Linked DNA regions of Sus scrofa: all the other regions are linked to region 2. The links are chromatin contacts, called in public HiChIP or PLAC-seq maps. All regions are on one chromosome and are shown on one strand. The core of a region is the stretch at or near the end of the contact, and the rest is flanking DNA. Distances in the headings are between cores, read along the strand shown. Region 1 overlaps NREP (neuronal regeneration-related protein). Region 2 overlaps NREP (neuronal regeneration-related protein). Region 3 has its middle 11 kb from the start of YTHDC2.

The links. HiChIP or PLAC-seq counts read pairs in DNA pulled down with a chosen protein or histone mark.
Region 1: a contact with region 2 is called in an H3K27ac HiChIP or PLAC-seq map of skeletal muscle. The contact joins two enhancer-like sites. A contact is called at or near these places in 4 of 47 Hi-C or Micro-C datasets (embryonic fibroblasts, liver, skeletal muscle and 1 more) and 1 of 2 datasets of contacts at active chromatin or transcription factors (skeletal muscle).
Region 3: a contact with region 2 is called in an H3K27ac HiChIP or PLAC-seq map of skeletal muscle. The contact joins two enhancer-like sites. A contact is called at or near these places in 17 of 47 Hi-C or Micro-C datasets (alveolar macrophages, brain, embryonic fibroblasts and 9 more) and 2 of 2 datasets of contacts at active chromatin or transcription factors (alveolar macrophages and skeletal muscle).

The regions. Positions count from the first base shown.
Region 1 is chr2:117,630,417-117,635,091 of Sscrofa11.1, forward strand. All of the region lies in intron 2 of NREP (neuronal regeneration-related protein), which reads left to right. Among named protein-coding and RNA genes, the nearest start is that of NREP, 130 kb to the left of the region's middle. Within about 2 kb of position 2,290, at least 10 of the 83 cell types and tissues checked have an H3K27ac peak or open chromatin away from gene starts, as enhancers often do. A contact at or near this core is called in embryonic fibroblasts and skeletal muscle, where this site is marked.
Region 2 is chr2:117,844,367-117,848,900 of Sscrofa11.1, forward strand. The region is part of intron 5 of NREP (neuronal regeneration-related protein); the gene reads left to right. Among named protein-coding and RNA genes, the nearest start is that of YTHDC2, 160 kb to the right of the region's middle. Within about 2 kb of position 2,220, at least 24 of the 83 cell types and tissues checked have an H3K27ac peak or open chromatin away from gene starts, as enhancers often do. A contact at or near this core is called in alveolar macrophages, embryonic fibroblasts and skeletal muscle, where this site is marked.
Region 3 is chr2:117,989,501-117,994,376 of Sscrofa11.1, forward strand. No RefSeq gene overlaps it. Among named protein-coding and RNA genes, the nearest start is that of YTHDC2, 11 kb to the right of the region's middle. Within about 2 kb of position 2,006, at least 11 of the 83 cell types and tissues checked have an H3K27ac peak or open chromatin away from gene starts, as enhancers often do. A contact at or near this core is called in alveolar macrophages and skeletal muscle, where this site is marked.

The DNA.
Region 1 (4,675 bases), core at 1,040-3,539, 210 kb before region 2:
AAAGAAAAGAAAATTTTTTAAGCCAAAAACTTCAATAAACAATCTGATCCTAATAATGAAAATCAACCACTTATACCTGAAACCTGAAAAAAAGAGTAGGCAAAAGTATTGATTTGGTATCCCATATAATAATAGTACCTTAAATACTTTATCATATTTTCCAGTAAAGGAGCTTCATATGTAATTAACTCTGATCTCATCCTAAATAATCCTAGATATTATCTGTTCACTTTGCAGTTAGTAATATTTCTCTAATTCGGTGATGAATCTATACCTTGGTATTATTATTATTGGTAGGATGAATTAGTAAGGGCCAAATGTAAGAACCAATGTGTCTTCAAGCTACCACTGACCGGTTCTTTTCTGGTCAAGAATATCTAGAATTGTTTCCTTCATCTAGTGTGGGCTCTTGCTTGTCATTTAATTCAGTTGTGTGGGCTCTGGAGAACTTACTTATTTAGAATCCAGCCCCTGCCCATTCATTGCTGCTTTCTTTTTTTAAAATCGAGCAAAAATAGATAGCATTTACTGTGGGCTGAATTGTGTCCCTTCAAAAATTCATATGTTTAAGTCCTAACTGCCACTACTTCAGAATGAGACCATATTAAAAAATAGAGCCTTGTAGAGGTAGTGACATTTAACTAAGGCTGTTAGAGTGGGCCCTGATCCAGTATGACTGGTACCCTTACAAGAAAAAGAAATTTGGACACAGTTACAGAGGCAAGGCAGCTCTAGACAGCAAATATGGCATAGATGCTTTAGTCCCCAGACTTTTCTTTTTGGCCATGCCTGTGGGATGTGAAAGTTCCTGGGCCAGGGATAGAACCTGTGCCATGGCAGTAACAGTGCCAGATCCTTAACCTGCTGAGCCACAGGAGAACTCCTCCCTCGACTTTTTTGCCTAAAACTCCTCACACATTTTTACATTTATTTGTCCAATATATTTTCATACACACATAAAAGATCATAATATATTTTTTTTCCAAACTCAACACAATATGATGCGGTGTTCACTGGAAAATATTTTACACTTAAGCACTTAAGCCATTAGTTTTGAGTTTATACCACAAATGGATGATGTGTGTGTGTGTGTGTGTGTGTACACATATATACTTACGATTAATGTTGTGGTGAACACATAGAATTGGTATGTGACTTTTGAGTGATTCTTGATTCTTCACTATGGGCAGATGGGAGATAGCAAGTGCCTGAGTGATTTTTACAATATAAAATATGTGATTTCAAAATTCAGTCTCCAAGGGAAGCATGCATACAGATTAATGAGGGGTTGTAACCCTCTGCCAGTGGTTCTGTGCTTTGGCAGGAAACAGTTTCCTTGTGTAACCGGTAACTGTAGATGGTCTATAACTATCCAAGAGATTGAGAATTATTAATGAAAATTTTCATATACCTTTGAGGCATCATTCTTATTATAAACTTACAGGATATAGTAGGCCATGATGATGGGTTCACTTTAGGTTTCTCTGAGACTATGTATTTTTTAAATGATGAATGCGATTATATGTTGTCAAACGGTATGTTTATAACTACTGATACGCCTCTTTACCAGAGAAGATACCTTGTCACATAGAACTTCTTTTGTTGAAAAAGAAAATAAGAATGGTCTGATGGAAAAGATAATTCTTCTACTTATGCTTTCGTGAAGAAACACAAGTCATTAGCCTATGACTTTTGTTGGTTTTTCAGTTTACTGGCTTCTTATGTATATTAGAAAAGATGTGGTTTAATGTTTGTGTTTGTGCCTGGCATTGAATGTATCAGTAGTTTAATGTGGGAGAAATCTACGAGAAGTTACTATAAGAGGTGAAAACATATCTAAATTTCCTCCTATCCCTTAATCTCTTATGTGGCTTAGTGTATGTGTAGGGGTGTGTGTGTGTGTGTGTGTGTGTGTGTGTGTGTGTGTAAGCAGTGTTGGTAAAGGAGGAAGGATGTCATCAGCAGGCAGAAAATTTTGAGAATTTTTGCACATTAGAAAGAATGCAATCCTAGAACCTCCAGCTTGAGAGGGACCTAATGCAGAGGAGAGGAAAGTAAAGGAATAACCCTTGGAACAATTAAACAGGAACTAAATCTGGGCAAGAAAATGGTTCAGTCCTTTCACTTCCCGCACTATGCTAGATGACAGGCACAAGTGAAATTCAATGGCAGGATAAACCTGAAAAGTATTATCAAGATAAAGCCTTTAGGGATCTGAGTAAGAAGAACAGATCATGTGGTAACTTGAGATGCATACAGGCACAGAGGGAAAAAAGGGAACAGACTGCTCTGCCAGGAGTTTCAAGCTCTGAAGTGCTCCTCTGCCAAAGTACACATCTTCCTAAGTTGGCAAGGGGTAGAACAGATGGGTACCCAGCCTGTCTGCCCGCCCATGCCCAGGGAGCCTTAAGAGATATTGTCTACTTGACCCACCCTATCCATTTATGTAAAAACTTAAAAGCAACCTTTTCAATCAAAGTTGAAGCCCAGTAGAACATTAGAACTATATCACTGTAGAAGTACCCCATGGCAGCTATTGATATATAACCACCTGAAAAACAGTAGAAGGAACAAGGTGAACTAATAGAACCCCTGGTCTAAGGTTATAAAAGAAATAATTCAAGAAATGGATGAAAACCTAATAAGAAACACTTACAAATATCTTTAGAGAAAGTCAAGGAGCTATTATCCATTAAAAGAAAAGCAAAGAAGGAGGGAGGGGGATGCAGAGGGAGGAAAAGCCTCATATGGCGATGAGTAATTAGAGAGTACAAACTAGTCCTGTAAATTAAAAATCTCATTGGTAAAGTAGAAAAAAATCAAATGCAAGAAAACAATAAATATTGCTGAAGGCTGAGTTAATGTTCTGGACAATAAAATACCCTAAAATCTGGAGAAAAAAGAGAAGGGGATAGAAAAAAATGAATTAAGAATTAGAACACAGGAACTTTAAACCATGATGTTAAACACCCATATAATAGTTCTAGGAAAAGAGACCACAGAAAATGGAAGAGATGAAGAGAAGCTAGAGGAATTTGCCTTGAGCCAAAGGTGTCAAGGCTTCAAATTAATTGAGTGCCCTTAAATACCTACATCCTAATAAAATTTCTGGGATTCAAAGTTTAAAGCTTCCAGAGATAAAAATCAATCAATCAATCAAACAGATGGCTGAGAAAGGACTAAGAGTCACATTGTAATCAAACTGCTAGTTAGCAGCACTGGATGCTAGAGAAGTAGTTTAAGGAGGCTTTTTCTGTCTATGAGCAGATGGAGAGCTCCTCTCCCCCTTTTATGCCCACTTAGAATAATTTTAGTTTAGCCCTCTGTTTCCCAAAACTTACTGATCATCCAATCACCTGGGAAGCTTTTGAAAGATTCAGATCCCTAAGGCTTCCAAGAAATGTGGGTGAGGCAGATCCAAGGAGTGATCTGTGAATTTGTACTCTAAAAAGCTTCTCATTTGGGAAATAATTGGCTTAGCCCTTAGACACTGATGACTCAACTCCATTAGCTGTTTGGTCCATGTAGGCCTCTGCTCCATGGACACGAACTCCAGTCTAGGGCTTATTCTTCCTTGTTCTAGACCACAATGCTGACTCAGTGTGCTCTGACTGAGGCCATATGTGTCTCATGTGGCCAGAACCCAGGCCAAAAGAATAATATTCATGCCCTCTGCTTTATTTTAGACTAAACATGTCCTAAATGACAAAATAACAAAAGAGGTGAAGTATTTTTGTAACAGCAACTCTATTAGAAACTGTTAGCATTCCCTTTCTGACCCACCAATCATTGTTTGAAAGCTTAAGTTTCACAAATAGGGTGAAGAACTTGGCAGAGTTTTCCAGTTAAATGTCAGCTCTTCAATTTTTGTGGATTTAATTAGGTCTAACTTAATTAAAAGATTTGTCAAGTAACACTACAGAATTATCTTATTCATAGAAAAGCCCCTAGAGTTGCCTTTTTAATTCTATCAAATTCATCATTAAAGAGAATGTCTTACACTGGCCACGTCATCAGAAGTCACATTAAGTAAAGAAGCATTCTAGAATGTGATACATGACATGAGCACTGAGAGGTAGGGTCAGCTACATGCAGGAAATCAACAATCCATACTATTGTCAGATCAAAACAGTTTTAGCAGACCTTATTCATGCTGTGGATGATTCAATCCACTACTCTACTTGCATATTTAAAGTTAGAGTGTGCAGATTCTGTGCAGAAAGCCACTAAGAGGAGGTATACCATTCCTATAATTTGATTACGGCAGTAGTAGTAGGTGGTATGAAACTAAGTAATTTTTTTTTTTTTTTTTTAACCTCAACCAGTTGTTGTGAGGATTAGGAAAGAAAATGTGAGTGGGTGAAAGTGCACTGTAAGTTCCAAACACAAATCAGGCAGGAACTCTTTCTGTTAGCATTATTTTTATTGTTATTGAAACATTGGCGGACTTTCAAAGGCTCTCTTCTTTCTCTGCTGTTTTAATTTATTTTCTTATTACTCTCTAATACCTGATGCAGATCCATCAAAAACTTTCATTGCATTTCCCTGCTGTGTGACTTTTCTCCAGTGTGCTTCTTTTTTCTCTTCCTCCAGTCTCCTTTGAAAACTCCTTTTTCTGACTCTCTTCAGTATTAAAGGAGAAAGAAAAAAGTGCAAAAGTTAAAGCATTTACATA
Region 2 (4,534 bases), core at 970-3,469:
TGGGTCTAAATTTATCTGAAATGGATGCTTCTGGACATATTTTGCACCTAGAGACAGTTTCAAGATCTCTCATCTCAGTGGTTTAAAAAATAACAGTGATCCTGAAATTGATCTGTTAGTGCATGACAAGTATTAGCAGCTCTAATAGTTTGGGATTTAAGCATTAGCATGGTTTTCAACTAAATTCTAAATTATCAATTCAGTTATTAGTAGCAATGGCATGGTATTAACCCAGTATAACACTGGATTATACTCTCCTGCATTATTTGTTAGTTGGATCACATGCATTTCTTTCATTGACCAGCTAGATTATAGGCCCCTAGAGGGCTTATAAGCTTCGTATACAGTGCGTAATAAAGTATTAAATATATGTTAGAAGTTCAATAAATATTTGGTCTGTACATGCTAATCTTTATTAGGTTGGACTTTTAAAAATTTCATCCTGAGTGACTTAATCTTTAGTCATTAGTTTTGGTCAACTGGAAGTAATTTGTATCCTTATATTCTTCTAAAGAGCTAGGGAGTTGAAGTGAGTGTAACTTTAGTTTCCGCAGCAAATTATTTTCTGTTATTTATTAACAGAGAAAAAAAAATTGTGATTAAGCTATGAGACCACTTTCCCAAAAAAAGTGCGGCTTGCAATTGCTCACCTTTACCAGCCTTTAGAGCCACACTCTGAACAACCTGGTGCAGTGCTAGCTCTCTAGGTTTGATCCGGCTGTGGAGCTCAAAACTCAAAGCAACTTTTCTTGCAGCCCTAAAAATCCCCTCTGGTATCCAGGAGCTTTGCTCCCAGAACTGGAACTTCAAAGCCTTCCCTTATATCCAGTATAATCAAATTCTGTGATATTACGAAAACGATTCCAAGAAAACAAAGATGCCATGTCTGAAAGTACTGAAGAAAATGACAAAGAGTTAACAGTAGGGTTATGCATTATTCTCATATGAACTGAACAAGTTTTTGGGTGTTTTTTTTTTTTTGCAGGGGGAGGGGGGAGCATTTTCTTTATGCCCAGGTCTTTGAATTCTGGAAGGGGCACAATTGGCCAGTACCCTCAGTGGGTTTGTATTCTAGCTGTGGCAGGAAGACTAACATGCACGATGAGCTTAAACAGTGTCTTGCAATATAATCTAGCGCTGAATTGTAAGATGCAGAAGAGTGGTATTACTGGGGACTTTTTTTTAATAAGGTAGATGTTAAGCTAGACCCAGAGATGACATGCCGCCCCTGGCTCCTGCTTCCAACAGTGTCAGGCAGACATGGCTAATCAGTGTCTTGACAATCATTGTTAGTATTCAGCCTGATTATGGTTTCAAAATCTTTACCATATTGTTCCGTTAACTACTGATTGGAATCAGCACAACATTTGAAACCTAGAAGTGGACTCTTTGCTCCCTGAGAGCAGGTACTATGCCTTCTTAAGAATTTTAGGGCTTAGCACCAGTCCTTAATGTATTGAGTGAATGAGAAATTGGGAATATTTGAGTAGATATAGATGTGAGAAAAGCATATTTTGGATAAAAAGGCATGCATTAGGAAGATATGCTTACAGGAGAGCACATAATGCATTTTTTACTGCAGCAGGGGATGTCCTGCCTGTTGAGGGCCTCTGTGCTCGCAAAGGCAGTCCTTAGAAGTCAAGGACTAGACGTGTCAAGCCAGAAGGCGGGCATCTTCAACATGGCCCAAGGCCCTCACTCAAGTTCTAGCCTGTTTTGGATTCTTTGCTTTTTTTTTTTTTTTTTTTTTTACATATTTAAAGGTTTTATTGAAGTATAATTGATTTATAATAGTATGCTAATTTCTGTTATATGATAAAGTGATTCAGCTATACATACACACATGCATTCTTTTTCAGATTCTTCCCCCATATATGTTATCATAGAGTATTGATTAGAGTTCCTTGTGCTGTGCCTCGGGTCCCTATTGACCATAATCTTGCGCTCAACAGAAAAGAGCACACACACTCCCTCACATACACCTTCTGATGGATTATGAGCCTAATTTATTGCTGCCTCTTACTCTCCTTGGCCCAGAGAGAAGGAAGACCCTTAACTGGGAAGCACTGGGAAGGGAGCTCGCTTAGCCTCTTTTCTTCAGAGAAAGCGGCAGGTTCACCAGTGTCCACTTGGCCAGAGAAAGTGTTGCTGCTGTGCCAGCCATGTGAAAAGAGGCCCCATGCTTCTCTCCTGCTAGTCTGAGTGTAGCCATGTACTTATCAGTGGCAACCACACACACCCAGCTGGTTCGCTCTCTCTGTCCTTCTTCCTGATCCGCCAGACGTACATACTCACAATTCAAGCCAACACTTACATCATCATCATAAAATTGTTTACAATTTGAGGCCTACTGGCTGTTACTAATTTAGTCAGTAGTCCGGTGACCATCTTAAGTGAATATTATCACATGATCCACACAAGTCGGGGTAAGCCAAGACCAAGAAGGATTGTTCTGGAATCTCTTTTGCATACAGTACAGACTCCTACCTTAGGAGGCATCACATGCAAGGTTTTTAACATGAAATGATTTCACCAGCTCTTTTGGCCCCTTCAAGTGAGGTTGGACTCATCCCTAAGTCTCTCACTGAGGGATGTAGGTAAGCCCTGTGCCTTGAATTCCTTATGCTTCCCCCACCTTATACTTTCAAATATTTTTTTTTTTCAACTTCTATGTTGAGCCCTTCCTAAATTTCTATGGCTGGGCAGCTCTGCCAGGAACTATGTGAACTCATCTTTAATTTCTAGCTGCTATAGAATATATTTTCTTGGAGGGACCAGGCCACTTGTTATTCTAAGCATGCCCCAGGAGTCCCTCCCTCTGTGCCTTTCCATGCTCAGTCCTGGAAAGAATGCTCCTCCTGGTAAAATAAAATTCTTCTTCCAGAGTGAATTTAACTGACTGCTCCATGAGACTCACCCCAGTACATCCAGCAGGAATAATCTGTTCCTTTGTACACTCATCACACAACATTCTACTTGTAGCTGGCTAATTTCTGCATGCCTTTCTTCCCTCCAAGATTGTAAACTTGAAACACAAACACTGACCGCTGGTGAGTAAGCCTCAGCCCTCTATGGTAGCAGTTGAGGCTGTGATGCCTCGTTTCTTCCTTTTCCTCTACCAGCAGGATGGTGGGGTCAGATGTGGAAAAGTTTCATCACCAAGTGGGAACGCTAGAAGAACTAGTAAAGTTGATTGTAATCTCTTCCTACAAAGTAGAAGGAAACCCTAACTTTCATGGACCTTAGAGTAGATTGCACCCCTGTGAACCCTTGGTCCAGTACCTGTGCAGGAACTGGTACGGCCTTGGTAATCAGTGAATGTCTGTGGAGTAAATGAATGAGTCAGAGCTCAGGGATGCATGGAGAGCTGTTATTTTGGGGGCAGAACCCAGTGGCCCACCTTGAGATTTACAACCAGTAATAGTGCAGCGGTTTTCAGTGTTACGATCATTCCGATTATAAAACGTGTGGCCCAGGAAATGAGATCACTGCACACAGGTGATGAATTTGCTGCTGAAAACCCCTCTCACTGAATAAAGAAGGCTCGGCATCAGGGAGGTAGAAGGGGAGAGTTAAGTGAAATCTGAGCCCAGTGTAAAAACTGCTCTTCCTTTCTGCACTCCCTTCTTTCACACTTCTTTACATGGAAGAGGCCCTGAGAGTCCAGAGCTTGCTTTGGTGTGGTGTGGTCTGCTGGAAGAGGATGCTCACTTTGCGGTGCCGTTGTGTTCCAGGTTGTCAGTGGTGGTTTACCAGCGGTCCCACAGGTTGCCCCTCAGCAGTCAGACTGAGGCGGTCGTGATCGTAGGGCGTGATCTGCTCCAGTTTCACAAGGTGGTGAAATCTTCATGAGTTAAAATTATTGCATCTGATTACCTTAGCATAGTTTCCCATCTAAGAGTTGTGCCTGCAAAGTGTTAGGATTATCTAGCTGGCGGTATTTTTAAACCTCGATTTTACACTTTGCTTGTTCACTCTTCATCCTCACTCTTGTAGACTAAGATAGAAACATAACTCGTGTTCAGAAGGAAGAAGGGGAAGATATTTAAGAGAATGTGGCCAGTGAAAGGAAGGTCTGTTTGCTCCTTTTAACTTAACTTTGGGAACTGGAGCCGTTGTTGGAAAGAAAGGGAGAATAGCTGAACAGCCATTGCCAGTGAAAACAGGAGCCAAAGACTCATCCCAATAAGTAATTAAGACAAGAGAGAGATTCATCATGGGCACAGAGGTTTTGGTGTGGTTGCCCAGTTCTAGCTCTTCTTCCTTCTCCACTGCAGCCCTTACTCAGATCACCATCAAACACCGCTGTCCTTTGATTACTGGGGCAGGTAACAGCCTTCCTGTCTAAACTGTGTTTGATACAATTCCAGCAGGGAAAAGTACTGCAGTCCGGTGGCTGAACCGGGAGAAGTCTACAAAAGTTGCAGTGTTTAAAATGGGTCCAGGCATTTTGAGGTCACTTTTCTTGGATAAAGGCAGTGTTGGATATAGAACCTGTTCTTGGACAGGAAAGAGTAGAAATGAGAAGATAGTG
Region 3 (4,876 bases), core at 756-3,255, 140 kb after region 2:
CAATAGAAGGAAAGGCAGCCCTTGTAAAGAATTTTGGATTTAGCCTGATGGCTTTATAGAGGACCTATGATTCTGTTGAAATCTGTGTGTTTCACATGTGAATGACAGAAGTGTCATGTGTGTATGTTTCTCCCCGCCAAGACTGCAAGAAGAGGTCTGACAGGGAACAGCTTTTAGCAATCTACTGTATCAAAGGAGTACAGATGGCAGTTTTTGCTTTTAGCTTAAATGAATGTCAAAGAAAAAAAAATGGGCTCCCTCACAAGCACTTATTCAACCTGTAGAAAGAGCTTGAAATGGGCTTGTACCCAGGTGCATATCAAGCACGGTGAAACCTGAAGGCAAGTTTAAATGTGTGTGTACAAGTGTGCATTCCTGCATTTTGCATGTGCCCTGCACATTTGCCCTTCTTTGCCTGAAGCTGGATGCTTCATAGTAAGTCAGCCTCTGCCACTGTGAGCTTGAGGCCACAAAGAACAAGACTCTTTCCTGCTTTGCCACTGCAAAGAGGAAATGCCGTTGGAAATGATTTCCTGTGGCAGGGATGGACAAAAAGCAGGCTGAGTTCACTGTCTCCATTAGCCTTATGGGCTGAAGTGGCTGAGGGGAATGACACGGAATAAAATGATGTGGAGGGAGCTGAGACAGGCAGGGATGGGAATGGCTCTGGGAAAACACAAGTCATGTATCTGTGTCCATCACAGACACCGAAGCCAGCTATGCAGAAAATTAGGTACGCGTATCTCTGGGGGTGCTGAGGATAAAAGAAAAACAGGCAGAAGGACCATGAATTCAGCGAGCCTGGGGATATAGCGAGGATACTAGGAAAACTCGGAGAAGCTCAAGAATGATCCTTAGGCAGAAGAATAGGAAGGTGGTAAAGAAGGAATTCAGTTTCTCAAGGATACATGTTTCCATACACTGCCCTTAGCCTCACCTGAAACTTCCACTTTGGGAAAAAGTTGTGTCATGGGACAAGTGCATTTTAAAAAATGATTTAGGCATAACTTCCTCTTCGTATTCACTTCCTTCCTTCTCTTTGAGACAATAGTCCCTTTAAGAAAGACCAGGGGAGAAAAGCTGGTGGAAGTACGTGCTACTTGAAACAATTGCTATTGTCCTGGACCTGTTCAGTCTAGCAGGGGCTGACAGGTGTTCTGCTGCTGAAAGGGTGGACCTAAATATGGCTTCATAGAAATAACATCTGGGGAATCAAGGTTTTATGGGGACAGCCTGAAATTTATATAATTTGAGAAGCCCCCTTTAAGGAAAAGAAAAACAGAATTACAGTACAAAATTGCTAGGGCCTTCCTAGAGCCTCGGAAAGTGCCAGGGCAAATGAGGAGTCATGTCAGATAATATTCCTTACCTGCCATGTATTACAGAGTCAGCATCTGTGGGGGCAGGGGATTGCCTTTCCAAAAAGGGATCCTTAAGAAAAAAAACAAAAAAGAGTCCATTTATTCTTTTTCATTTAAGCAATCAGCCAAGACATAGCCTGGCCTTAAAACACCCACATTGCTATCTGCTCATTAGACTAACTTTTGCATCCTGTACTGCTAATAGCACTTCCTGAGGAAATGGGTGGAAGTTCCAAGATAATATCACTAAGAAACTGAGTGACTTTAAGGCGACGGGCATATTTCTAGAGATGCCTGCATGACTGTAGTATGTCACCCTGAAGAGGACACAATCTCTTGGTCTTGTAGCAGAGCTGATGGTGATGCATGTGGTGTAAAACTGAAAGAAGCCAAAAGGTTCACCTTGAATCCTTCTAGATGCCAAAGGCAGGCAGCTCATTGCTCATAGGATAAGTATGAATTTAGTGGGAGCTATTACAAATAGTGTGAAGCTTCTGAAGAGTGATACAGCATGAGGATATAGGTACTGACATGGCAATAGGAACCGTTTGTTTTGGAATCACAGAACAACTGTGATTCAGCTCCACGGGATTTAAGCAGACCAGTGAATTTCTGTCCTCATCAGGGATGTCTTCCTGCTGCACCCCTCTCAGGGCCTTCCTTTATTGGAGGTTGGCTGTGTCAGGCAAAAAGGACGTGAATGGATGAGCAAGGACTTTCTTCTGCAAGGGCACCCTCTTGTGGAAATCTCATTAATTATCCTGCAAGGGAAGGGGCCATATACCCAACCAACCTGTTACCTTACACTGGGCAAAATTGAGAAGATTCCCAATGCCTCATCCAGAAATATGCTCTCCTCTCTCTTCTCGCTGTGGTTGGATTTTGGTATATTTCTCAATTCTAGTAGGTCCTTCTAAACCCAGTCAGTCCCCTGTTAGGTAAAGTGAGTGTCCTGAGCCCAAACTGTTTGTACCCTCCTTGTTCCTTCTCCTGAATCCTTAATGCATAAAATCCTGAGTCCACCTGTCCTACCTTGCTTCTTCCCTTGCCTTCACCCTTCATTCCCTCAAAGTCTCTCACCTCACTTTTACTGGCAGGCTCTCCCCCAGGCTATTTTCTTCATCTGAAACGTGCTTCCTTTTAACCTTCTCCAAATCTTAGGGATCCTTGAAGTCTCAGTCTAAAAATCGGGGGAGACCTGTTCGCCTCCTCTAAGCCTGTAGTTGGGGCATATCCTACAAGTGTCCACAGGGCTCTCTGCTTTCTAAACATAGCTGTTACTGGGCTGTTTTCATTGCCTTTTTTTTTTTTTTTTTTTTTCAGTATCTCCCACTAGATCAGGCTCCTCAAAAGCAGAAATTGTTTCTTTCTGTCTGTTTTGTTCCTGATTGTGATGCCAATGCCCAGCCTGTGGTCTGTCACTTAGTAGGTATTACATGGATGTTGGGTGATGAGTAAACGAGAAAGAGGCACATAACCGAATACCATTCGCTAACATCGCACACACTCCTTAATCACTAATGTCCACACATTCACTCCAACTCCCAGGTGGTATTTGATCACCACCAACTTAGTAAACAACTACCCAGCACCTACTATGTGTCAAACACAGAAGTTGACTCAATGTAAAAGGAATTGACATAGAAATTAAAGAGAACAGTGTCTACAGCATGGGAAAAGAAAAGGGTGTCACACAGGAGGGGAGTGATCCGATGAAACATCACCCGCTGAGAAGGCAAAATCCTCAAAGGCTTTACCACTTAGGTGGTCATTGTTAGAAACATTATCACAAGCAATTTCTCTTAAGTGGTGAAAATGACTGGCTTGCTGCTTCTAATCACTTTTCAAGGCTTCCATGAAGAATAAAGAAGGAGTAGGCACTTTTGTGTTGATTACAAGAAAGGTTCCTAAGCAGGTTTTAGTTTGTATTAATTTTTGGCCTTCATGTGACTCCAGGAAAAGCCTCTGATTTGGCCGGCTTTCCAGTCAGGACCACCGTGCAACTTCGCCAAACCTCCCTGCGTCCTTTGAACACGTCCCATTTAGCCTCCTTGGCTTCTCATCGGTCTCAAGGAACAATCTAAGATTGTGAGAGTAGGGTAATTGCTGTGAATGACTAAAGAAGGCCTCCCAGCGCTAAAGTGTTACCATGAGCTCTAAAACCTGCAAATCATATGGTAATTATTCCTGAAGCGCCTTGGCAGCCCTTAAGTATAATTATCATGTAATCTGCAAGGCATGTAATGTTTTCAAAACAAGCATGAATGGAAAAGAAAACTAATGAACCTTTCCCTTTTTTATTAACACAGTCCTACCCGGAGGTCAGAGGGACCGAGGTGTTGGTAGCCCCAGGTGATGTCCGAGAGCGCCTCCTTCTGGTGGGAGGTCTGTCACTTAGCAAGCTACTGCCACAGCCTTGTCTGCCTGTTGGCTCTGAACAGTGATTTGGTGCCTCGGTGCTTTGTTTCCTCTCCGAGACACTGCAGGTGACTCCGGCCATCCCTATATGAATATTCACGTGAGTCCTAAGGATTTTAAGATGAACTCAGAAGGCATTACCTTTGTCAGGCATAGCGGATGGAGGCTTTTCAGTTTGCTTAGATTGCCATGTAGAAAGTAGGGAAGTGGGATAAATAAAAGCCTGTTGGTTCTGCTCCTCATCCAAGATGGGGATTTCCTCCTGAAGAACAGCACGATCTTTACCTGTCTCCTTTGGAGGCATCAGTACCTTGTGTGAAATGGGGCCTCTATGTTGAAGAAACAAAGCACAACACAATTTTAAGCCTCAGGGCAGGAGACCAAGAAAAGCGACCTGTGTGGCTACTTGGGGAGACATTAAGGGAACAGTAATTTTAAAAACTGCAGCCCATCTCCAGCAGAGAAGAGCTTATTCAGCTGCAGCAGTGACCAGGGGCCTATATGGCAGGATGACTGCAAACATTGGATGGTGATGGCCCACAGTCTAGATGCTGTGCCTTAGTTCTCTTGGTATTCCAGGATACAGGTTCTGACACACAGAGGGACCTCATTAGTGACTCAAAAAAAAAAAAAAAGTCAAATTAACTGCATGACCATTTAAGGAAGTTAAATTTTATATGGGGTTATTTTTTAGAGAAAATCACCAGAAGTTGAATAAATGAGACAGTCATAAGGTGAAAGAGCCATGAGAAGCTTCACAAACTATTCGGCTTCCAATATGTGGAAACTAAGATGAGATGAGACTTGCCCAAGGTCATTGGCAAGCTCAGAATAAGAAGTTACGCCCACCCACTTCAGTGCTCTCGCCATAAATGCCAAGTCTCTTCAAATGAAAGATGTACTGTGCCATTATGCAACAGTGTTCTTCTCATGAATCCAGTGCAGACAGGGCATACTGGGGATAGGATTCAGAGGGGGATTGTAACAATGCACTTTGGAAAGTCAGCCTTATTCTGCAGAAAATCATTTTAATCAGTTTGTGACCATGTGTTCCCCTGACCAGTGAGAACTGCAGGATTTTGGGTCCCAGTGCTATG